Linked DNA regions of Mus musculus: region 1 is linked to region 2. Evidence: chromatin contacts called from public promoter capture Hi-C data. All regions are on one chromosome and are shown on one strand. The core of a region is the stretch at or near the end of the contact, and the rest is flanking DNA. Distances in the headings are between cores, read along the strand shown.

The links. Capture Hi-C pulls out chosen DNA fragments and counts their contacts.
Region 1: a promoter capture Hi-C map of adipose tissue shows a contact between it and region 2. The contact joins two enhancer-like sites. A contact is called at or near these places in 3 of 39 promoter capture datasets (the C10 cell line, cranial neural crest and frontonasal cranial neural crest), 7 of 484 Hi-C or Micro-C datasets (astrocytes, brain, embryonic stem cells and 3 more), 6 of 115 datasets of contacts at active chromatin or transcription factors (astrocytes, craniofacial prominence, embryonic basal ganglia and 3 more) and 3 of 9 other capture datasets (adipose tissue, macrophages and pancreatic islet).

Annotation. Positions count from the first base shown.
Region 1 is chr5:66,978,325-66,984,056 of GRCm38.p6, reverse strand. All of the region lies in intron 8 of Limch1 (LIM and calponin homology domains 1), which reads right to left. Among named protein-coding and RNA genes, the nearest start is that of Gm33040, 18 kb to the left of the region's middle. Within about 2 kb of position 4,371, at least 105 of the 459 cell types and tissues checked have an H3K27ac peak or open chromatin away from gene starts, as enhancers often do. A contact at or near this core is called in adipose tissue, where this site is marked.
Region 2 is chr5:66,869,107-66,874,725 of GRCm38.p6, reverse strand. All of the region lies in intron 2 of Limch1 (LIM and calponin homology domains 1), which reads right to left. Among named protein-coding and RNA genes, the nearest start is that of Gm52776, 22 kb to the left of the region's middle. Within about 2 kb of position 2,470, at least 11 of the 459 cell types and tissues checked have an H3K27ac peak or open chromatin away from gene starts, as enhancers often do. A contact at or near this core is called in adipose tissue, where this site is marked.

The DNA.
Region 1 (5,732 bases), core at 3,122-5,621, 110 kb before region 2:
GTAAGGCCCATAGAGCAGTTGATTAAGTGGCACCATTGGCTTGCTTTGGTTCATCTTTGCTCTCCTGGCAGCAAAGTCATCTTTCTCAAGGTCAGGCAGTAGGCATGCAGCTTCATCCTCCGACTCTGAATCTTTGCCATGTTGATGGGTCAGGAAAGGGTTTTCTTTCCGAAGGACTATGTCACGAATAGCTTCTTTCTCTTCACTTGATTGCTTTTGACTGATAGAGCAAAATCAAATGGAACCCCACATGTGATCAGGTTTTTTTAAAAAAGTTTAAATCCCCATCTCCAGGTGAATGTACCGTTATTGCAAAGTCCTCTCAATGCTGTTAGTTCAGAGGGCAGCACCTTTTATTTTAGTTGCAGCATAGATTTGCAGTGCAATTAGGATAGGCTTAACCTTGACCTCAGCCAGATACAAACAACACAGAAAAGTCATGTAATGTGCAGGGCTCCAGGAGCATCCATAACAGCGAGATCCTAAATGGCTCAGAAAGTGACAATCCAAAAATCTTGTGAAACAGCAGGGGAAAAGTAGGGGACTGTCTACCGCCACCTTCATCACCACATTTGTGATACACATAGTAGGTCCACAGTTTGCCAAGAAACGACTCTGGAGGAAAACGCATGAATGAAGAAGCCATGTGCTAGAATATAGGCCATGCACCTACTACAAAGCCTAAGGAAGGTCTTTCTACAACACGTTGAGCTGAACGGAGACATATGGAATAGTTTAAAGGCACTCAGAGGATGACATAAAAGCTGATCAAGCCCTGCCTTCTCCCATCAGCACCTGCTTCCTCTCCCCACTCCCTAAGCTCTCCATCTCTCCAGGTCTGCTTCCTTTCTCTTGCTAGAAGTGCAGGACAGCGTGGTAAAAGAGCTCTGGCAAATTATTGCTACAGATGATTTTTATTTTCAAAGGATTCTTGAAGGCCCCTTAAAACCAGAAGCTTTCAATTGCTAAAAGCAATTTGATGGTGATGTGTCAAGGTGTAAGCCTTAGGACTTTTCTAATTATTTTCTTTCCGTCCTGGGGTAGTGGGCAAGACAGCAACTGTGCTTATGTGGTCTTCAAAGAATTTTGCATTCTTCCATTTAAAAGACCAGTTTCGTTCTGAAGTCCCAATATGGTTGGAACGTTTAATCCCCCATCACTGATTGCATTCCCAGTTCATAAAGATGACAAACAAATAAAAATAACTCGATTTCTACAAAAGCATACCTATTTTGTATAAGCTTTTTTTGAAAGATGATTAAAAGTTCTTGAGCTAAGGATGTAATAGACAAGCATATTGAAATCATTTGATTTCTAGAAAAAGTGTACCTATTTTGTAAGAGCTTTCTGAAAAGTTGATTTAAAGTTCCTGAACTGAGGATATAACATAGGGGCAGAGCACTTGCCTAGCATGCACATGAACACAAGTTCAATCAGTAGTACTGCAGCCCCCTGTACCCACCAAAATGTGCTTAAGGTAAGGCAAGATGGCTCAGTGGGTGAAGGAACTTGCTGCCCACAATGACAGCCTTTCGATTCCTGGAACCATGTGGTAGAAGGAGAAAATTGACTCCCACAAATTGTTCTCTGACCTTCATATGCACACTATAGCACACTTGCACTTGCACACGCACGCACACACACACAGGCAAACACACACAGGTATGGAAACACAAGCTAAATACATGTCTTAAAAATGTAAAGAATAAATTTGTCTTCTTCAAAGGCCAAACTCATGTCAGGAATGAAGACAGGAAGAATTGACCTGGCTGAAGACAGAGTCAGCAATTAGACAGTCTATTCTGGTTGACTAGTTGGTCCCCTGGCTGTTACTTTGTATCATATTGTTCCAATGGAGGTCATTACTTTAGTGACAGCAGATCTCCTTCTGTCTCATTTTTGGAAAATCGAAATATGCTTGATCATAGTCATAACACCTTCTCACTATTAGCCATTGCTCTTGTTGATCTAAAAAAAATCTCAAGATTTTAAATCAAATGTGTGTCTGATGTTTTGCTTCTCAATAAATGTATCATTAAAAGTATTAAATCCTGCCCTTAAAAGAGCTGCATACTCAACTCTTAGTCTTCTGCCTAGTCCCTCCCTAGACTGTGTTCACTTTCCTCCCTGAATTCTTAGTCGACATGTCTGGCAAAAATCAACTTGGATTGGTTAACTATTGCTATGAAGAACGGTTAGTAGAAAACAACAGATCACTGAATTGCTTCAGAGTCATTAAGCAAAACCAAATTGATTATACCGATGCTGGCCAGTGGATAATGAACATATACTATGTATAATTCCTGATAAGTAGTAATTCTAGCATTAAAATTGCATAGACTATGGCATGTATCCACTCATCCTCATTTTATCAAGTAGAAAGTCTAGGCCAATAAATTTGTACAAGGTCAAACAGCTAGTGCATAGATTCGAATACAAATCAAGGTAGGCTGGTTCCAGGGACTCTGTTCTATGACAATGAATAGACCATTGTGCTATTGACTGGACAAACAACAATGCCAGGAACAGCTTTGAAAGCAGAGCATCTTACAAAAAAAAGGCATTATCATGACTATGAGATCAGGAGAAAGGGAAGTAATTTGGTAACTAAATAAAGGGATTTTTTGTGAGTTGTACTTAGAATAGAGTTGTAAATTGCATTGCACAACAATATTCGGAAGACTGATGGTAGCAGAATGCTAATTCATCATACCTCACAATTTAGGTCAGCATTTAATATCTTACAAAGCCCTTTCAGTAGGAAGCACACACCTACATACCTCACATATTCTTGCACCCCAGTTTGGAGTCAGTCATCATTATGAACCAAGTCTAAGACTAAAACTCTTTCTACTTTTTGACCAGGAGGCCTGGGCTTTCATCTCTGAAAGAATTTGTTAAAATCAAAAGTAAGCATGTATGCAAATGGCCTTGCCAATATACAATGCCAATTTGAGCAGCGTGAATCTGGTACCTTCTATGCATCTTGCAAGCCCAGCTGGTCTGCAAATTCCCCAAGTGTTTCTTTTTAGGCTAGCTGCCCAGTGTGGCAGGACTCGTTTCAAGTGATCTCAATTTAGATATGTATGCTGAATAAAGTTTCTCTATCAATGGCCACTTCAAGATATTCCCGTCTCTGGAATATCTTTACTCCAACCGGAAAACTGTTACTATGAGTAATTCTTGCTCATTGTATGAATTCTTTAAATTGAGAGCTTTGTGGCCATCTCTGAGAGATGAAAAATGATGTAGATTATTGGCTGGCACTACTGACCATGAAGTAAAAAATGCATTGAAGGCAGATATGTAGAAGAATAGTCACAAGTATACACTTACCAAAAAGATTTCAATGACTTCTATTCTGAGTTACTTATTCCTTAAAAACAGCCTATTGCTAAACTCTGGTATATTTTTATTTTTTTTCAATAACCACAAATCTGAGCAGCTAATATGTAGACTGGTGACCATGAGAACTCTACAAACCAGGAATTACGGTGTCCATTTTGCATAGAATAGTAAGGTTCTTAGTTCAAGTTTTATGAACTTAGCTAAATGACTTTAAGTGTACATAAGCAGCAGAGCCAGGCTGTTTAGACTTGCATCTACTGGTAGGGTTGCAATTGATGGGTGGACACGTTTTACTAGAAGGAATATAACCCATTTGTAATTTAAAATGCAGAACCCTGGTGGGACCTGAGGGTACTTGGGAGGCTGAGTCAGGAAGATCACAAGGTCAAGATCTGCTGAGGCTACAGAGAAATGCAGAGCCAGTTTATAACCTGGCAACCCTGCCAGCCTCATGTTAAAAAAAAAAATGGAAAGAAGGAAAAGAAAAAGGACAGGAGAGATTAAGGACCCAGTGCATGGGATAGGGCAGAGAAAATGTTTGTTTTAGCCTGTCTAAGGTTTCTTTATATTTTTCGAAGCATATGAGTCATGGTTAAAACTAACGAATGGAGGAGGAGAGCTGGGGAGTGAGCTCTGTAGCTGAGCCCTTGCTGCACAAGCAAGAGGACCTGGCTTTAAGTGTGCCGCGCCGCCTTAAGGGGAAGTGACTATACACTTGCCTTTAAGTGGGAGCTACGCTAACTCAGTGCTGGGGTGAGGGGCAGAGACAGGGGGCACCAATACAATACACACGATATTCTCCTCTGGCCTCAGCATGCTTAAGAGCACACACACACACACACACACACACACACACACACACACACACACACACACACTATAAATATACTAAGGGAGAGCTGGCATCCCCTTTCACCCCCTTCTACTTGGCAATGAGTAGCCAGCTTGGCTTGGCAGTGAGTTGGTTCTATTCAAAGAAACTGGGCTCTCCAGAAAGGCCTGTTCGTTCTCTTGGGAACGTCACGGGCAACATCAGAAACCTCCCCGTTACCCTGTCTCCAGGCACGGCAGACACATCCAGAGTCACCCGGGTCATGCCTGTCTGGTCTCTAGACTGGGGGATCTGATGAAAGAAGCAGGGAGCCAGCATCTGGTAGAGAGGGACAGAAGAGTATGTGGCTGGCACCGGGCTACATCTGCTCTCCCTCTGAAGATTTCTAAAATGTCGATTGTCCCCTGGAGAGTTGTCTCTCCTCTGTCATTAATTACTACGTGGTCGGGAACGTCCACAGACTAGCAGGATCAGTGAGTGATGAAACACATGCAAATAATTAGGAAAGAAGTACAGTCACGTGAAACCTAGAATCCAGTTACAAAATTCACTTCTCCAATGGGAAACACCAAATAAGAGAACACAAATCTCCATGGTATTTTAATTTAAGGGGAAGTGAATCTTGGTTCTTATTTTACCCTCTTTTAAAAAAAAATCTGGCTTCTTTTGCAGAATCTTATGGGGGAGGCTTAATTAAGTTAACATGGTCATAAAATAAAATAGAACAAAAAGCAGTTTATATACTTTTTAAAAATTTCTATGGAAACTCTAATAAATATTAACTGCCACACATTTATGGAGAAGTCCTACGTTCTGTTCCTTGATGCTTAGATAACCTCCTGATTTATTTTTTCACAAGTAGTGTGGATCCTATAGGCTTCTAACATCATGTGTACATGCCTGTACCTTTGCTCTGTGTGCACATTGGCTTAAAAGTAATGCAACTAGGCATGTGGGGATCCCAGGGAAGGAGACAGAAATGTGGCCTGGCTTTAAAGGTTGGCCCCTCCCGTTACTGTGTATGCCCCTTTCTTGTACAGCACTTCCTGGACAAACAGTCTTTCCCAATTGAGACACTGCCCCTTTATCTTCTAGCTAGGTCCAAAACTATGACAGCCAGAATCCATCTGGATGTCAAACAAGAGACTTGGGGTCAAAGGCTTTGAGAGACATTGGTGTAGTTCAGTGATTTATAGTCTTACTTTCCACACAAGGGGAGTCCTTGGGTTTTTGTTTTTTGCTTTTTGTTTGTTTTTGTTTTTCCTTCATGATTTGCATTTCATTCCAGTTAAGCAACTTTCTGCCACATTAAAAACAGAACCTTAAGTGTGGGTAAACGTAGAATGACTGTCAAGACTACTGTGCCTTGTAACAAAGTTAAGTGACAAAATGTAGGTATGCTGGGCTGGTGGCATGTGCATGTGGCATGTGTATGTGGCATGTGCATGTAGCAGGTGCATGTGGTATGTGTGTGCATGTGTATGTGGCATGTGCATGTGGCAGGTTCATGTGGTATGTGTGTGCATGTGTATGTGGCATGTGCATGTGTATG
Region 2 (5,619 bases), core at 1,221-3,720:
CAAAAATAATACAGCCCACCCAGCTCTAGGCCTCAAACCCTTACAGGCAGTTCTACTCTCTCTCTCTCCTCCATCCACTACTTCTAGCTGACTTCACCTCTACCCTTCTCTAACACCGAACTCAAATTGCACAAATGGAATCACATTTCTATAACTCGAAGCAACTATGGCGTAGTGCTTATTAGTGATAACAGTGGACCTCACATTAACTCTCCCTAGGAGGAACTCGTCTGATGAAAATGAGGCCTACGTGGCAAATTATACCCAAGAAAATCTTGTCCTCAGACATAAAGCCACCACATATTTTCCCTTGGATCTTTAGATCATATAATCTGCAATCACGGGAAGGAGTAGAAAGCATCTTTCTGCGGCTCCGATTTGATTCATTTTCCAACTCTTGCCAGGCATCTTTCACACAGCCGTTCTGGCTGTCTGGATGCTATGGGATCTGGGGATGAGGAGGGCCCACATAAAATAATCTGGATAAGGAAAGTCCCTAACCAAGGTCAAGGCACACATCTGAGGTCAGAGCTCACACTGATGAAGTTGGGATCACAAGCTCTACTTCTTAAGTTCTTTCCTATCATCCTTTATTTTAAAAAATATCTCATTAATTTTCTGAGCATTCCGTACAATGGGTCGCGATCACGTTAACACAACAGCGCTCCACATCCTAACTCTTCTCAGATCTACCCCCTCCTTCGCCCCCCCCCACAACTTTATGTTTTCCTTACAATTTTTTTTATTTTAAAAGTAATCCACCTGGTCCAATTTGTGCTTCCAAATAATCATAGGAGTGGGACCATCCACTGGACATGCTAACCTACTGGAGGCCACGCCCTTAAAGTAAAGTGACTCTCCCCGCCCCCCCCCCCAGACGCCTTCAGCGGTCAGTAGCTCCTCAGATGGGGTGGAGTCTCATGAGCCCCTCCCACTTCACGCTAGAATGTTGATTGGCTTGGTCTTGCCACCCTGACCTCCAGCTCTTACAGTCTTTCCATCCCCTCCCTGGCCTTGGGTGAAGGGGTGGTGATACAGATGTCCCATTTATAGCACTCCACGTACTTCCATTTCTTTTGCACTCCAACAAATAATTTGCAGCCCCCACCCTAGTAAGTCCATGAAATCCATGCTTCTAAAACTCCAGCTTTAGCCCAGATCATTCCCTCTTCCAAATGACTTCTTGGTTTCCCTGTGTTGCAGGATACATACCCTCTGAGCTGCATTTTTTTTTTTTTTTTTTTGTAAACCTGACCAAAACTGGAGTCACCTGAGAAGAAGAAACCTCAATTGAAGAATGGCCTCCATCAGGTTGGCCTGTGGGCATGTCGTGGGGAGGGGGAGGTAATTTACTTTCTTGATTAATGATTCGTGTGGAAGAGCACAGCCCACTGTGGGTAGTATCATTCCCCTGGGCAGGTGAGGTATATAAAAATGCAAGCTTAGCAAGGAAGCAGTGTTCCTTCATGGTCTCTGCTCTTGTTCCTTCCTCTGGGTTCTTGCTAGAGTTCCTGCCTTGGCATCCCTCAATGATGGACTATAACCTGTAAGCCAAATAAACTCTTTCTTCCTGAAGTTACTGTTGGTCGGTGTTTTATCACAGCAACAGAGAACCAAACTAATACACCATCCAAAAGCCTTTACCTAGTAATCAAGCCTTCATTCTCCCAGTCTTTGCCACCAAGACTTCTTCTCAAGGTCTCTTCTGCTCTTTCTAAGTTACCAATTTGAGATGGCACACATGATCAATGAACTGTGAAAACTGGCAACATAGGAACAGACTTCAGGGTAGCTTAAACAGAGTGAGTATTAACGTACCACCGACACGGGCAATGATACATGTAATCACTGTGGTGCTATGTAGTAATTATGCATTAATGACTGCAATTAGTGTTTCTTTCGCAAAGCAAAATGCTTGGTTCTTGCCATGCTCACTGTCAGGAGGGTGGAGAGAAACCTCAAAGAGTGAAACCACTGTGCTCCAACTCAAAAGGCTTACGTGCCCATCCCAAGGTCGGTAAGTGGGCATCACTAGGCCCCCAGTAGTCTCCTTCCATAAAGGAGTCCTCAGAACCAAAGGCCCTCAAGATCCCAAGAGTAATAATAGGAATCACCAGAAACAAATCCCAACTCTAACTCACGATTGAGGTTATTTAAGTAGTCAATAACCAGGAATCTACATTTCCCCCTCTGAAAATGGGGACAAAAACACCAGCTATTCATAGTCACAATGCAAGAAAGGTGTGGAATGAAGCAGCATAGTTGGCATAGGCTATATGCCATATAATATATAGTACATATATATTATTTATAGTATATATATATATATATATATGCGTCTCATAGTGTACACAGCATTGTCATTTCCTCCAAGCCAGTTTCCACCCTGCCTCCCACAGGTGGAAGTCTAATGCGTCAACCATTGGCTCCATTCTCCTGCTAGGCATCCTGCCCAGGTTAGCAATAGGCTGGAGAGATAAAGAACAGAGAGCGCAAATGAGCTCATATGAGTTCTCTACATGGGTGTTGTCTCTGAACAGGGTGGAAGGCAACAGAAAAGCTGGGGGAGGGAGGAAGGAAGGGAGGATGCCCACAAGGGGAAGCAGAAAGGGCTGTGAGGACAAATACAGCTACACTGGGGCTCCATCTTTCTGCCAAAGGCTAGCCGAGGTTTAACTCTTCTAGGTTTCATAGCCTCACCTTCCTTGGATTTCTGAGGAGGAAGGGAGTGGGGAGAGGGTATCAGGGCTGCAGAGGACCTTTCTGTTTTGGAAAGGAGAGATGCCGCTGTGTTGTGACCAGTTGGAATTGTGAATCTACTTCCTAGTCATTCCACGTATTATTTCCATACACACCCCTTACGAAGCCCTGACGCATTCGTGGGACTGGGTTCAGCCACAGAGCTGCCACAGATGTGGACAGTGGGAGGGGCACAAAGGACAAGAGAACACTTAACTCTTTGGGGATGTAACCTACATTCTAAATGACTAATAAAGCCGAGACTATGGGAAACGGGAAGTACAGAGCAGGAACTTGAACTGTGAGTGAACAGAGGGGACAGGTGTAGGAAGCCCGCGTGTGTCTCCTCTGGCCGTGGGAGGGGAACATGGCATTACATATCTTCCTGTCAGAGCACTGAAGAAAAGAAATGAAAGCCTCCACCCATGCAGGTTCCATGTCCCAAACCACCGATCTCCTGGATAGAAACAGCCCAGGCTGTCAGATGCTCACAGGATGCTACTGAAATCTCTGCACTCAGCTAAAGCCCCTTCACAAACTGCTCTGATACCAATCTCACATCTTCACTCTGCCCCACCTTGTACATGCAGTAGTTCCCAGCCTACAAAGCACACAGAGACCCTTCCTGTGACTCAGAGCTTTCATAGACCTGCAGTTTTCTGTCTAACCTGACTTCATCAGAGCTGCGCCCCCAAGTCCTTTGCAGACTGATAAACTCCGACTCCTCCTTTACAATGCAGCTTAAATTTTTTTCTCTTCATTGACACATTCTCTAGGTAGAGACTATCACCCTCCATTATCAGATTCCAATATTTATAGATACTCTTTTGACCTCTGTACTTATCCCAAATCACAGGAAATCTGATTAATTAGGAAAAGAGCCCATATTCTCGGTAATCTTAGCTGGACTATAAAGACTAGTCCCCGGTAGGGCCTTAGTGATTGTTTGCTCAGTGTATTGATAAATAATTATCAAGTGTTAGGGAAGCCTTAAACATCAACTGGGAAACTACAAGAGACTGCAGTGAATCTCTATTCATTAACTTTGCGGTGGTGACCATAGTTAAATCGTGCTCTGAGGACCAAGATTAAAATTGGATCCAGGCAACCACATTTCAACAGGGTCATCTGCTAGAATGACCCTCAGGTCATTCTTAGCAACTATCATATCATTACATGGCTGTTGATTTGTGGAAGAGGGGTGGGAAGAGCAGGGTCTGTCCCAATTTCTCCCAAGGACAGTTGGAGGTTGGCTGTGCCCAAAGGAGGCAGCAACATCCCTGGGTTCTTTCTCTGTGATGTGTCATGAAGCAAACCAACTGGGTAAGGGTGAGTAGAAAGACACCAGGGCCAGCTTCCATTTCAGAGCACTTGTCCTTCTGCTTATGGGTTGTGCCCCAAAAGTGGAAAGGCTATGTTCTTGAAGCCAGGAGCTCTGCTAGGGAAGCAGTGGACACCGAATGTGTTGAGTCCTTGTTACTTGTGCTCTGTACACAAGACTACACAAGTCTGAGAGACTACACTATATCTGAATCAACCTACAGTACAATGTCATCAATAAAGTTATATAATACTAATGGAACCTTAGCATATCATATAGTCAACACCCAGAAAGGAATAGAATGGAATCAGAAGTACATCTAGATGACTTTTTAGACTTCTTGAAACAAAACAGGCTTAAATATGTATGTGTTATTAATGAAGCAGAATTCATAAAACCATTAAAAGTCTAAAATTAAGCTTCTTGCACAGCTGTTAAGATAATGTAGCCATCCCTAAAACTAATTTTAATCTTTTTTTTCCCTGAAAAAGAAACCCCAAGGCCATTAGCTTCCTTCCCTCTGTTACCCACCCACAACCCCTTGCCCTAGGAAAGCACTAATCTATTCTCTGCCTCTATAGATTTACCTCTTCTGGGTATTTCATCTAAAGGGCCTCATAGGGTGTGGTCTTCGTGACTATGGTCCCTCACTCGGCTCATCCATACTGTGCCATGTGTCAATACATCACAATTAGACCATCGTGAACAGTGTGGATAGGATGCCCACTTCTGTTGGGCATTTGAGTATTTTCCCCATTGGGCTATTTTGAATAATGCTGTTGAGAGCATTTGTGAATGACTTATTTTTGGATCTGCTTTTCATGTCCCTTGTGCATGCCCTCTGGGGCATAACTGCTAAGGATAGTAAGTATCTTCTCATGAACTAATTGCCCATGTGTATAGCATTTTAGGAGAAGTCTGTGGTCTAAGTGGCCCTGTCAGGCCCAGGGCTCGGGCCACTGGGCGAGACAGAACGCAAGAAGTTTGACTGCACACACCCAGCCCCGCCAGACAGGCATTGGGTTGTGAGAAGCCTCAAAAACCTCACTCCAGGAGTGGGGAAGCACAGTCTGAGGTCCCCAGGGAACTGCTGGGAGCTGGCTCTTGAGTCCCACAGAGGCCAGGGACAGCAGGTTCTAGCTCTTGGACACTGCAGACCAAGCTACTGTGGCAGAAGAACTGAGAACAGAGTGTGGGCCCACAGGGCTGGTTCTGGCCTGGGTCCGAAGGAAAAAGAGGAGGAGGAGAGAGCTCCGGCTGGTTCCCACAGGAAGGAGAGTCTTTGGCTTGCTTGGTGGCGGGCAGCTTGGCTTGGTGGAGACTGTGGCTGCGAGTGCAGAGAGGCCTCCTGTGTGAGATTAGGCACACGGGTCTTTAGAGAAAGACCTGCTCCATTGTTCCCCACTGTGGATCCCGATGAGAAGAGGCAGTCCATGGTTTTAAGGTGTTTATTGTCATGGTGGAGAGTTGTGATGAGTGAAACCATACCCCACTTTCTCAGGGAGGGCCTGAAGTTAAATACCTTTTGCAGGGAGGAGTGTCTGGGAAGGGGAGCTTAA